Regions from separate parts of the Rattus norvegicus genome. Here region 1 is linked to region 2. A link is a contact called in public HiChIP or PLAC-seq data. All regions are on one chromosome and are shown on one strand. The core of a region is the stretch at or near the end of the contact, and the rest is flanking DNA. Distances in the headings are between cores, read along the strand shown. Region 1 overlaps Asap1 (ArfGAP with SH3 domain, ankyrin repeat and PH domain 1). Region 2 overlaps Asap1 (ArfGAP with SH3 domain, ankyrin repeat and PH domain 1).

Evidence for each region. HiChIP or PLAC-seq counts read pairs in DNA pulled down with a chosen protein or histone mark.
Region 1: an H3K27ac HiChIP or PLAC-seq map of oligodendrocytes shows a contact between it and region 2, with 3 times the contacts expected there. The contact joins two enhancer-like sites. A contact is called at or near these places in 2 of 12 Hi-C or Micro-C datasets (Schwann cells and frontal cortex) and 1 of 1 datasets of contacts at active chromatin or transcription factors (oligodendrocytes).

The regions. Positions count from the first base shown.
Region 1 is chr7:97,817,491-97,823,639 of GRCr8, reverse strand. The region is part of intron 3 of Asap1 (ArfGAP with SH3 domain, ankyrin repeat and PH domain 1); the gene reads left to right. Among named protein-coding and RNA genes, the nearest start is that of Asap1, 160 kb to the left of the region's middle. Within about 2 kb of position 2,424, at least 18 of the 93 cell types and tissues checked have an H3K27ac peak or open chromatin away from gene starts, as enhancers often do.
Region 2 is chr7:97,771,877-97,778,420 of GRCr8, reverse strand. All of the region lies in intron 5 of Asap1 (ArfGAP with SH3 domain, ankyrin repeat and PH domain 1), which reads left to right. Among named protein-coding and RNA genes, the nearest start is that of Cyrib, 130 kb to the right of the region's middle. Within about 2 kb of position 3,415, at least 27 of the 93 cell types and tissues checked have an H3K27ac peak or open chromatin away from gene starts, as enhancers often do.

The sequences.
Region 1 (6,149 bases), core at 1,175-3,674, 46 kb before region 2:
GAATGTGTTAGTTAGTAGGAGTGGAGGTCAGGCATCAGTGATTTCAGGTAAGATGAGATCCTGTGACTATAATCTTGGTCCCTTCAGGTCCCTCCTTGTCGGTGACTTGGCCCCCTTCCATATGGCCAAACACATTTGGTTGGTTGGTTTTTAAGATAGGAACTTGCTGTTAGCCCAGTCTGGCCTCACACTCACTACACTCTTGCCTCAGTTTCTTTAAAAGCAGGAACTGAACATGTCACCACTACATAAATTTCCCAGGGCTCTTCCGCCTAAGGGGTTACCAGATTCCAATTTAACCACACCAACGTGCATGTGGCTCTCCCCACCCATGACCTCATCTCAACCTCTTTCACCATTAAAGATCCCCTAGGCTCCTCCAAGCCTCCCACCGTCCTCTTTCTCTGGTCCTTCCCAAACTTGCTTTTGGAGCTTGTATCCTCTTAGAGACCTAATTGACCCATGTTTGCTAAGCACTTGGGGTTATCACAGGATCTGCCCTCCCATTTACTGAGCTTCTGAGGAACCAAATGCCCTCATAGGCCATTGGAGCCTGGAGTTGCCTTCCCGTCCTCCTCATAGGAACACCATGAGTAAGAGGCAGCTCTGCATTTAGTCCAAACTCTGTACTTGGGCAAGTCGTTTAGATTCTCAGGGTTTTGGTTTTTGCTTTTGTTGTAAATAAATATGACAATTAGGCTATGTCATCCATACATAAGATTCTTCTAGTTCTGTAGTACAATAAAATGCAGATAACCTTTGACTATTGGAAATTAAAGTTTTCCCATTTCAACCGAGTCCTAATTATCATCAAATGTAAAGAACTTCATTGATTGCAGAGGACCTGCTGGCCAAAGCTCCTGGTCTAGTAGCCCCATAGTCAGAGTAGAGTGGCTTAATGAGTTAGAGAAAGCACAGAGTACACACCCACTGGAAAATCTCTCACCACCACACACTGCTCTGGTTCCCTTCCTTCTGCTGTGATAAAATATGACAAGAAGCTTTATCTGGCTTATACTTTAAGGTTATAGTCCGTCCATCATTCAGAGAAGTCAGGGTAAGAAGTCTTGACAGAATTCCATTTGCAGGCTTGTGTTTAGCTCATTTTCTTATACAGCCTGAGATTACCTGCCCAAGAATAGTGTCACCCATAGTGAGCTGCCCAAAAATGGTGTCACCTGTAGTATGTGTCAGTACTCTCCCACAGACTTGCCCACTGGCCAATTGAAGCTTTCATCTCAGATGACTCTAGGCAGTGCCAGGTTGACAGTTAAAGCTAAGTAGCACATACACTTTACAATGCAGGACCTCGAAATGTTGGAGAAATGCAAGAGACATTGAAAGTACCTGCTGAACTGAGGGGAAAGTGGAAGATCTGTGAGTGAACAATGTTTGTCTTTATTTTTTTCTCCCACCATTTTATGTAATTGAGTGTTTGTCTGTGCATCATATGGGTACAGTACCTAAGAAGGCCAGAAGGCAGTGTTAGATCCCCTGGGGGCTGGAATTGCAACTATGCACTGAAATAGGGTTCTGGGATTCCAACCGGGTTGTCTGAAGGAGCTGGTGGGTGTAACTTTTGAGCTGTCCTGCCAGACCTTTTTTCTTATTTTGGGAGGGAAGAGGGGGTAGGTATTTTATCGATTATCTCTTTTTAGTTTTTTTAAGAGAGAAGTCAGTTGTACGTTATTTATGAAACTAATTCTTAGGATAGTTAATAAATAAATAGGGTTACTGCGAAAGCCTTAATATATCTTTATCCTCAGGAGAACTTTCCCAAAAAAATGCAGAAATTGTGGAAATCTTGCCCCGTAAAACAGTCATTGGAGTAAGAGCGAATCCAGCATAGTACATTGTCTTCCTCAAGTGAAGACATGTGAATAAAAATAATCTTCGACTCTGTCCACTCTATGACAAATTCTAAAGTGCACTCCAGTCACAGGAGGCCGTGGTGCATGGTAATTAGTGAGCAGGTGTGAGCAGACACTGAGCACTGATTGTGCCGTCTAGTACAGAACCGCATTTCTGCGTTATGTGAATTTGCACGGTGTTTTAGAGTAGTCAAGCAGCCCATGAGGAAAGCATGTCTAGTAGAGCTCTGCTTCAGTTTTGCCTGACTGCCCTTGCTATGAGAAGTAAATGGGGTTTGGGAGACCCTGCTCCCAAGGCAGAGTCCTTGTTGTTCCACAGACAAGAGCTGGCAAAGGTTTAAAGCGAATTTTAAGTATCCAAGCGTCCACTGCAGGATTTTCTCTCCAGAGTAGAACTTAAAGAGAAATTACCCCTACTATTAGCTGGAAAGGGGAACAGGTTTTAATGGGAGTGGAAAATAAGAAATTGTTTGAAGCTTGTGGGGAGCAAGTGAAGGCTTTGGGAAAATCCCCAGGGAAATTCTCTGATCTTAAGCAATCCCAAGGCATGGAAGAAACTCTAGCCTGTTTAGCGAGTGAGTCATCAGGTCAGGATCCTGAGTTACACAGACCATTGTTTCTGTAGTCAGTTCACGTTGTGGGTTTTGTAAATCTCTGGGGAGATTTTTCTTTCTTCTTCAGAACTTCCTATCCTCTATTTAGTGCTCAAAGAATGAGGGTGGGGGTGAGGTAAGGGAATCGGAGAAAAAAAGACACAAGTGCTTTCTAGAAATTTGGGGATAGAGCACATAGGAAAAAGACCTCCTTGGTAATTACCCCAAAATTGATGTTGGGAGGAAATAAAGTAAGAAATAATCAGAATTGAGGCAGAGACATTTCTGAATGTTAAGAGGAGACAAATCAGTGTCTCTTACAAATCTATCAGAAGAGCCAGAAACTATTGTACTAAGACTAGAAAAGAACTGGAAGAAAGACGGCCATGTATGGACTACAGTCAAAGAAGTAACAGGTGCAGTTAGTTTATGGGTCATCTAGTATGTACACCTTCACAGTGCTAAAAAGTGGAGTGAGACCCTGATCCCACCAAGTGTGGACATATACACCTGGAATCTGAACACTCAGCAGGTGGAGGCAGGAAGAAGAATCAGGATTGATTCCTAGGCCATTCTCAGCGGCACGGGAAGCTGTTTGGGCAACGTGGGACCCTCAACTCAAAGGGGAAAAAAAAGATCCTGAATCCCCAAGGGATTAGAACACATGCCTGACACTCAGAGTCCAAACCCAATCTAGGCTATGCAACCCCACCATACTAACAAGAAATAGTTGTTTGGTTTTGTTGAGGCAAGGTCTCATCGTATAGCCCAAACTGGCATAGAAATCATCATTTAGTCCAAGCTGGCCTTTTACTTATGATGTGTGGCTTCAGTCTACAAGCACTAAGATTGTAGGAGTGTTACCATCCTATGCTGAAAGAACGTTTTCAGAGAAGGTGTTGTACGGAGCTTGTAACCTGCTGAGTCTCCTTTTTGGGTTTGAGAAACTATTCATCTAAGTGAGGCGTTCTGTACCCTCAGCTTCCGTGTATGTGAAGTGAAATTTGGGTTGGGGACGGGGAAGCCTTGGATATAAACTGATATGTATATCCTGTTTATTTTTGTTGAGCTGGCCTCTAATTGAAGATATTCTTGCCTCAGCTACTTCAGTAGCTGGGATGACAGGCCCGTGCCACCATGATCTGTTCAAATAACTATTTATGTAACATTTACACTGTTTGGGGTGTTACAGGAGACCTAGAGATTTAAAATAACCACAAGAACTAGCATGTGGTCTATGTAAATAATATAGCATTTTTCAGAAGCTAGCTTGAATATCACTAGCTTGAATCCCCCTTGGGAACAAGGAGGTAGTTGTAGTTTTTTAAATTAAAGGTACTTTAAGTATATAAAATCCATTAACCTCATGCCTTACCACAACTATCAAACAAAAAAATATGGAATGGACTCTTTTTTTCTTTTAATTTTTTATTAGATATTTCTTTACTTACATTTCAAATGTTATTCCCTTTCCCAGTTTCCTGTCCATAACCCCCCATCCTTTTCCCTCCCCTTCCCGCATACGGGTATTCCCTCCGTACATCCCCCTTACTGCCCCCCCCTATTCCCCTGCACTGGGGGAATGAACTTTAGTAACAAGTACTGCTCCTCCTGTAGACCTTTGCAAACATTAGTCAAACCATGTATAATTATTGAGGCTGGACCATAAACTTTGTCTGTGTCTGTCACACATCATTGGATGGTGAAGGGACTCCAGGCTCACTTTTGAGATGTGGAATAACTTAAGAGGGTTACTGTGCTGAATCACTTGACATGGTATTAAGTGACACCAAAGTAGGTAGATAACATTGAGAAGTTCCTAGGCCACTTAAGCTTTTGAGTGTGTTCTCCAAACATGGAGTCCATTACCTCAACCGGAGCATGGACCATAAAGTTAAAGCTTTGCAGGAAGAATACTCCCTAACTAAACTAGAACTGCCTTAAGTAGAGGGGTTCCATTTTCCACTCTTAGTATCAAAAATAGAAGCCACTTTTAAATCATTTACAGCCTTTAATTTCACTCATAACTGCAGAGAAAGGACTGAAAGGAAGGCTACCCCCTCTTTACAATATAACTCAGTCTACAAAGTGTAACATAATAAGAAAGTCTTCCTTTATCTTATCTTAAGATTAAACATTTTCTAAAATCGACTACCTTTCTGAGTGGTTGCATTTTTCTTTACATTCTCATATGACATACAATAAAAGAGCATTCATGTTTTCAAACACTTTGTGTCTAGAGACCTAGTAATAAATGGGATTAAGGTGGCCCGTTAGTAACCCCTGATGTCATAGATTGCCCCTGCACTTCTAGCTCTTGGATATTGTGTCCCACTGGGGACATTTGTCAAGTGAATTAATCATCAGAGTAGGGATGAAAATTTTTGTGTGAAATGCTATATGGATGTGTACACACATCAATTAATATAATAGTCTGCACACATATCAGGGCCTAAGAATGATTGTGCACATTATAAAAGAACTCATTCCATAAAATGAAAATCCTGACATTTAGTGGGATCTAGTTTCTGTCATGCTAATGTGCATCTTGAGGAAGTAGGATTTGATTTCAAAGGTTTGATTAATAGAGAACTTAAGAACTGCAAAGGGGAAGATTTTACCTTTAAGGAAACAGCACCCAGTGGTGAATGATGTTGAGTCCTTCTGAGCAAGGACTACAGCGTCCGTCCATCTCGGTCTTCTGTAACTCAGTATTTCAGGGTCCCCTGTCTGGGAAAAGCCTCCTCCTAGTCAGGCATTGTGTCTGAGCTGATCCTTAGAGAGCATTATCTGAGAGAGGCATGCTGAGAACCAGCTGTCCCGTGCTGGGTAGGGCAGGCATTTCACATTAGCCTTTGAACCCTTTTAAGAAGACTGCACTTTAAGTTAACCAGTGTCCTAAATTGCAATGAAATGTAATTTACCAGAGGATTAGCTAGATCTTTGTGATGTTTATTTCAGACTTTTTATCCATATAATAACTTAGGGACATCATGAATTATTAATATGATAACAAATACCCTTGGTACCCACACATAATCATGTGTAAAACACAAGTGCACAACTTGAGAGTGTCTTCAGTAGAAGCAACTTTTTGCTTAATGTTCATGTTGAAAATTAAACTTTAAATATAAAAATCGTTCAAAACATGGAAGATTACCCTAGCTTTCAACAGGAATGTAAGAATCAGAAGACTATCAGAGGGATGAAAGGCCATCCTCACCTGCTCAGTGGGTAACACCCAGACAGAAAAACACAGTGATTTGCAACCTACTAGTAAGGGAGAAAAGCTGAGTGCAGGCTACATGTAAGACATTGCTTACCTAAGTAGAGACTCTGTATATTTACTAAGAGAGGAGGTCAGCAAAAAAGGAAAGTGGTTTTTTAGAGCAGTGGGACTGTGCTTAACATTAACTGAAACTATTTTTTTTTTAGCCAACAAGATGACTTGGGGAGTCAGGAGCTTGCTGTCAAGCCTGAGAAAATCAATGAGTAACTAAAAGTGACAAGAAAATGTGCAGAACTTTGTATTTTAAGTAATATTAACACCATTTGATGTTAGCCAATATTCTAAGTTTAAAGTTATTAGATTAGTTGCTAATGCTTTAAAGCCCACTAATTTCTTGGTAGTGCCCAAAAGCTGAGGATTGAATGTAAGGCGTTAACATGTAGGCTAGCACTCTGC
Region 2 (6,544 bases), core at 2,166-4,665:
CAGTCTCTTAACCTGGGTGTTTTAGATAGTCAGAATGTTTTCTCTTGTATTAAAAACATGCATAAATCTGTTTTCCTGACTGTTTAATTTTAATTGGTGGTTTTGCCATTAAATAAGTCATAAGTAATATATCATATAATCTGAAAAAAAAAAACAAAAAACAGTTAAACATAAGATACTTGATCGTTTTGAACGCTTGAAAAAAGACATTTGGTTAACAAGCCCACGATGTTTCTTTAGCTCTTAAATGACTTGAACCTCATTTCCTCTTCCTTCTGGGTATTATTCGCCACTTGCTGTGGGAGTTGCTTATAGATTAGTAAGCATGGATGCTACGGGCCTGTACCAAAAAAGAAAGTGAAGTAAGACTCACCCTCCCTTTGTTAATAACTGGCAGAGAACCCAGGAAGCCGTTTTCCCAGGGGTACAACTTGTCACATGAATCTCTCACGTTCCTATAGAACAGATGTGCTTTGACATTAGCCAAGACGTGAGGCATCCCAGCTCTAAGGTCCTCTTCAGAGACCTCCACCATGCCCTCCTCAAAGGCTGCTCTATGCTCTTCCGAACTGAACTGAACCTTTCCTTTCTTAAGTACACTCTGACAAGTATCATATATCAGTGACAAGAAAAGTAACTATTAAAGTAATATGTGGCTGTCTTACCACAGTGCCTAGCTGTCCTGTATTAGGTATCTTCCCAAGAGTACTGAATCATGCTGAGATGATGTTGGTTCACACTGCTAGAAAGCATCTAGAGCCCATTGTTCTGTCTCTACCTCAGCTGTCTCTACCACTCTGTGTATGTTCCTTCTGCTACTGTATATTCTAGGGATTTTCTTTCCCAAACCAAAAGTGCTGGTCTTGCTGTTTCATTAGACTTACTCAGTCCAAGTTTTGGGTTTGTTTTTATTTTGTTTTTTTTTGGCTATGTCCTCGCTTCTTTCATAGAATAGAAGTCTAAGGAAGATCAAAAAGAAATTCTGTAAGACCTAATTTATTTCATTTCATTCAGAAAATAAAAATAAATATTTTCTGTTTGAAAATGGTGATGCTGTTCCTGGTGAGTGGCCATAAAAATAATCATTTTACACTGGACTTGGTTTAGTTCACATGGTTACTTTTCTTGGGCTGTCTTTGCCTAAGAAAACTGTAGCTTTTTCTGACAAGCGTGACATTGTGCTGGCACCTCTGTCTCCCTTGAATCTGCCACTGGCTTTGGCTTTTTTCCCACAGCTTCACTATGCATTGCCCTGTCAGATGCTGCTTGCAGAGCTCTGAGATTCAACACTGCTTGGACCGTGCTTTTCTTTGGAATCTTTTTGGGAAGGGTCCCTAACTCTTAGAAAACCAGCATCGGGTAGATATTTTCTTGGTCTGCTAGCAGGAGTTGTCTGTAGGACCATCTAATCAACAGGTATTGCTGCCTCTGAGTGCCTTGCTTACCAAACCCAGGCAGAGAGGCATCTTTTCTGTGGCCCCAAGTCAAGCACTGGACTTTTTACAGAGACCAATAACTACACCTTCCTTAGACATATGTGCAAAGATATAGTTGTTGTTTAAGAAACAAGCATATACAAGAACTGATGAGATTTAAATAAGGTCTGTAGTGTAATCATCTTAGTTTCAGTTTCTAGATTTTAATAAAATAATATGTAAGCTGTTGTTGCTACCAGAAAAGTTGAAGAATAAACAGGATCCTCTCTATACTGTGTTTTTAAATTTTTGTGAGTTTAAGTTTTTTGGAATATAAATCATAGTCTAGGCATCAAGTTATAATCTAGAGGAACAAAAATGTTTAATAAAATATCACTATGTCCAAATGTCATTGTAAAGAAATGTACAGAACCAAAGTCCACTGGCCTCCATTGTGCCTCAAGGAGGCTGGGGTGTGTCTTCGGCCTTCTGCCTTTGCACTTCCCTAGGTTTTGTGAGCCAGTGTTTCCCTCCTGGTAAATTTCTTTTTCTAACATCAGTTGTGTGGTTTTCATTCTGAGAAGATGGAGGGATCTACACTGCTTCCAGAAGTTGGTCTGTTAGGTGTCTTATATCTACGAAATGCTGCCTCTTAGTGGTGAGGAACTAGAGAAACATGGACATGGTGGGATGTTTAACATGTCTGTGACAAGATACAAGAGCTTTAGGAAAGAAAAGGTTACCAACAGCTGCTTTCCCATGTGTTGGAAAGATGTCTACATCCTGATTTCGTCGCTTTTATAAAAGGAGACTGATGATCAACCCGGGCCATGTCACTCTCAGTGTATGTATTGTATGTATGGAGGGTCTGTACAAATACGGGGATAAGCAGGCAGGACCTATCAGTGAGAAATGCACACCCGAGCCCTCTACAAATTCATGTTGTGGTTGGATTTTCAGAAGTTATGTAAAGCACCTATGTACCATGCGGTTCTTCTGTGGTGGTGTGGATACCTACCATCACTGTGCCCATTTAAAATTCAGTATATTAGCAAGAAGGACTACTTTTACAATGCACTCCTTACAATAGCTAGATAAAAGTAGACTGCTCTTGAATTTAGCTGCTTGTGGTTTTGTTGCTCGTTTGATTAAATATACAGTATCAAGATTAAGCTCATGATTTTAACCTTTGAAAAGAAAGCAATAATACAGTGGTTGCTTGGTGAACAGTGCTGGCTGGTCATGTGATCCCAGCAAAGGACATGAAGCATCAGATACATTTAAAGTTCCCAAAAGGCAAAATCGCTCTGGGGAAGAGATTCTCTGTGGTTAAGAGGACGCCATTTAAATGCCATGCCCTCAAAGTCCTTGCTGCAGTGGTCTTACAGTCTGTCTGCAAACCTTATTTAACAGTAGTGACTGTGGTCAGAGGGTGTCTAGTCCAGGCAGGACTCTTGGTGCCCCTGGTCCCTTCTCTGCCCTAGCCTTTCCACAGCCCTGCAGCTCGTCCTTGAGCCATGAAGGGCAGTTTCTGCTGCAGAGCTGCTGGAGCCGCAGAAAGTTCCGCAGTGGCAGAGCACTGCCTGTTTACACTGTCTGACTGCAGAGTGTTGTGGTTTGGGTTAAGGATTGCTTTTTGTTTTATTTTCTTTTTTATTTCTCAGTTTCTTTTCTCTCCAGATGAAAATAGCTGAAAACATGCATGTTGAATCTAGATTTTTATCACATTATTTTTGAGACTTTTCTTTGAAATGTTAAAAAGTGTAGAAAGGATAGTTATGCCCAGTGGCGGTTGCTGAATATCCTGAACTCTAATGCCTTTTTGAAGATCTCGTCTTTTTCTCATTTAAATGAAAATATAATTACATAATTTCCCTTCCCATCCCTCTCTTCAACCCCTTCCCCTGTGTCCTGGACACACACACACACACCACACACACACACACACACGGAGACTCCTAGCCTCTGTTCACTGTTACTGCTCTGTGTCCTGCCCCTTGGTACTGGACAACCAAATAAGGGCTCATTCCCAGGGACACTGTTTCCCGGTCTCAGCCCTGTAGACCAGTTCTCTGTCTAGAGGTGGAGACCCCGAGGTTCCCCTTCCATGTTAGCACAGCTCTTGGTATATCGGGTCTTGTGAGGTAGCCGTGTTGTTAAGGAAGCTTATTTGTCATTTCTCGGAGACACAGTCTCACAACAGATTTCTTTGTCCTCTTGCCTTTGATGCTCTGTTTTGTTACAGATGTACCCGTTATTTCTGGCTCCCCACATACCTTCTCATCTTTTCGCAGAATGATAATACATAATTGAACGGCTTTGGTGTTTGTACTGTTACCCTCTCTTGCCCCCCACCCCCCTCATGCCCTGATGTGACTCATGACCATTTAGCAATGTGGGACATTCACATGGGTGTGGGTGGATGAGCAAGAGGGAAAGGATTTGGGGTGTTTCTTTTTTTTATTATGAAAGTTACATGTGTTTACTACAATAAAACAGGAATATGGAAAAATTCAAAAAGTAAAGATTATTACATAATTTGACATTTTAATGTAATATTCCTTTTATACAGTTAGATATACTGATTCATATATATGCAATTGCAATATATTTATATATATATATATATATATATATTTTTTTTTACATTGTGTCCAAGATCCTGACAGTTAGATAATCTTAGGATTCGGGGTTTGTATCTTAGATAGGGATGGTGTAGGTGCCATCTCTTCTATAATGCCACCCAGGTGTTCCCTTTGCAGTGAGACATTGAATGCTCATATGAAATCAAGTAAATCAAAGATGGTGATGAGTTCCAGCCCAAGGCAGAGCTACCTACAGTGAAACACAGTCTATCATGGAAGGCACGAGTGTCAACAAAACATACATCATATATTCATTTCAGAAGCTTTTAGAGTTTTTCCTTGTGTTTTGAAAGCTTGCTACCTCTCTGTGACATATAAATAAAATTGGAAAGTCATTTTCATGAGCTAGTTGTAGCCAGACCATAACTAATGTCTTGGAATTTTCTCTCATCAGTATACAGTTGCTATGTAATAAATGTATGCAGTGTACAGAAGTCATGTGTAATCCAGGCTGAATTTTAAATTAGTAAGAGCTATTGCACATTAAAAATATTTTAAATAGAAAGTCAGATAGTGATTTTTAAGTAGGATTGAATTTTCAGCCTGTAACATTTGCATGTGGCAGGTAACACTTTGATCAAGAGTGTGTACACACTATATCATAGAGAACTGATCCTTAACTCAAGGTATACTTGAAAAACAGCATCTGGAACCAGGAAAGGCATGCTTTAAAGCTATGGGTCCATAGCAGAAGAAGGAAGGAGGAAAGAACCTGGTCACTTGCTAGAGATTTGTTCAGAGTGACATTAAAAATGGCCTGCTGTCACTTGCTTGTCGGTATGTCTTTTTGTTTTTCGTTTGTTTTTTGTTTGCAGTATCAAGTCTTCAATACTAGCCACTCTGGGCAATGTAAGAGAGGCTGTCTTTAACTTAGTTAAATAACTGATTAATTAGCCTCGTCTCATCCTCAGTCTTTAAGCCAGCAGCATTGCTGTTATTTAACGTTATGGAAACTTTTGCTTATGCTGTGGTAGGGACTGACTGAAGCACATTACATGTTGTATTAGACCTGGTTAGTGAGTATGTGCCACCGTCGTGAGTGTAGTACATGTGAGTTTCCTCCTCGTGTCACATGCCTTCTGAAGGAGCCTGGTTCACGTAAGACTCCATCAGGGAGTCAGGCACATGGCCGTCCTCAGCAGGGTTTGGCATGGAGAAGACATGAGGTAGGCTGAGGTAGACTTCAGAGCTCTCCAGGTATCTTAGCTCCTCCATCTTAGCCCCAGACGACCAGAAAATCCAGGGAAGAACGAGTGTCTGACGAGCTTCACCTTCTGTTGTCTCTGCTCGCTAGCTCAACCCTGGTTAACTGCAGGGAAATGGAGTCACACCTCCGGCAGTTGTAAGAGCCCTTCAAACCTAGACTGTCCTCCACAGCACTCGGCACTGCCTCTGAAAATACACGCATGGCTCTCGCTGCTGTACATCTACCATTAACTTAAAAGTTCTGTTGATTTAAAAGAACAGTTAAAGCAGTAACACAGATGTTACAAGATAAGACCAGCACTCAGATAATTAACTTTCTGTCTGTGTGATCTTCATCCCAGAAGCCTCCCAGAGTTCTTTTCTTAGCCCAGATGTTATAGGTGTATTGTGAAAAGGAAATGCAGATGTGTCCCATGGCTCAGAGAATTCCATGAAGCTCTGGCCTACATCATTCCTTTGACCCTTTGTCCTCTTCCTTTCTTGCCCATTTTTCACCCCAGGAATAACCTCTTACCTAGATTTTCTCATTCTCCCTAAGTGCTTCAGGTTAAATTGTATTTTGGGTTCCTGATGGGCAATGTTGTCTCTGTCATTGCCTCAGATAAGACTGATGCCACTTCTCACTTGACTGATGGGAGATAATATCGTCAGTCAGGGCCCCTTCCTGTGGGCTTCTGTCAACCACACTGGGCACAGATTATCAAGAGGAACAGAGCTGTTTCAGGCTCCACTGTGTGTTCAGGGCTGGTGCTTTGGGCTGTGTATACCATACCCTGTCCAACTTTACACAGCAGCCATGGCCAATGTATTTGTCCGATGTCCTGTCCCTAGGCAGGAGCGTCAAAGTGAGTGAGATGGAAACCTTAGCCTTGATCTTTGGTGAGAGTTCTTTCTAAGAAGCATTAATGTTGCTCAAGGAGACTTGCAGTACACGTTTGTGTGTTAAAAGCTTAGGGACATGAGAATGAAGAATCTTAACCAATTCAGTCCTTCCAAAACTTACTTGATCACTGACTTTCTCATGTAAGAAACATGAACCTCCTATTGAACCACTTTTAGAAGTGCTAATCTAAATGCTAATTTTAAAATATTAGTTCAGGTGATCCATTTCTTTAGCTGTGTTTATTCTTAATTTCGTTCTGCTTCTCCCCTTCTTGATTTTATTTCCGATTACATTTAATATATAATGCATGTTTGTTTTCCAGCAAGTTGTTTTCTATACTCTTGTTTTAGTTTTGTTTTTGTTTTCTTTTGCTCCTTTTGGTCCTTTATGAGTAT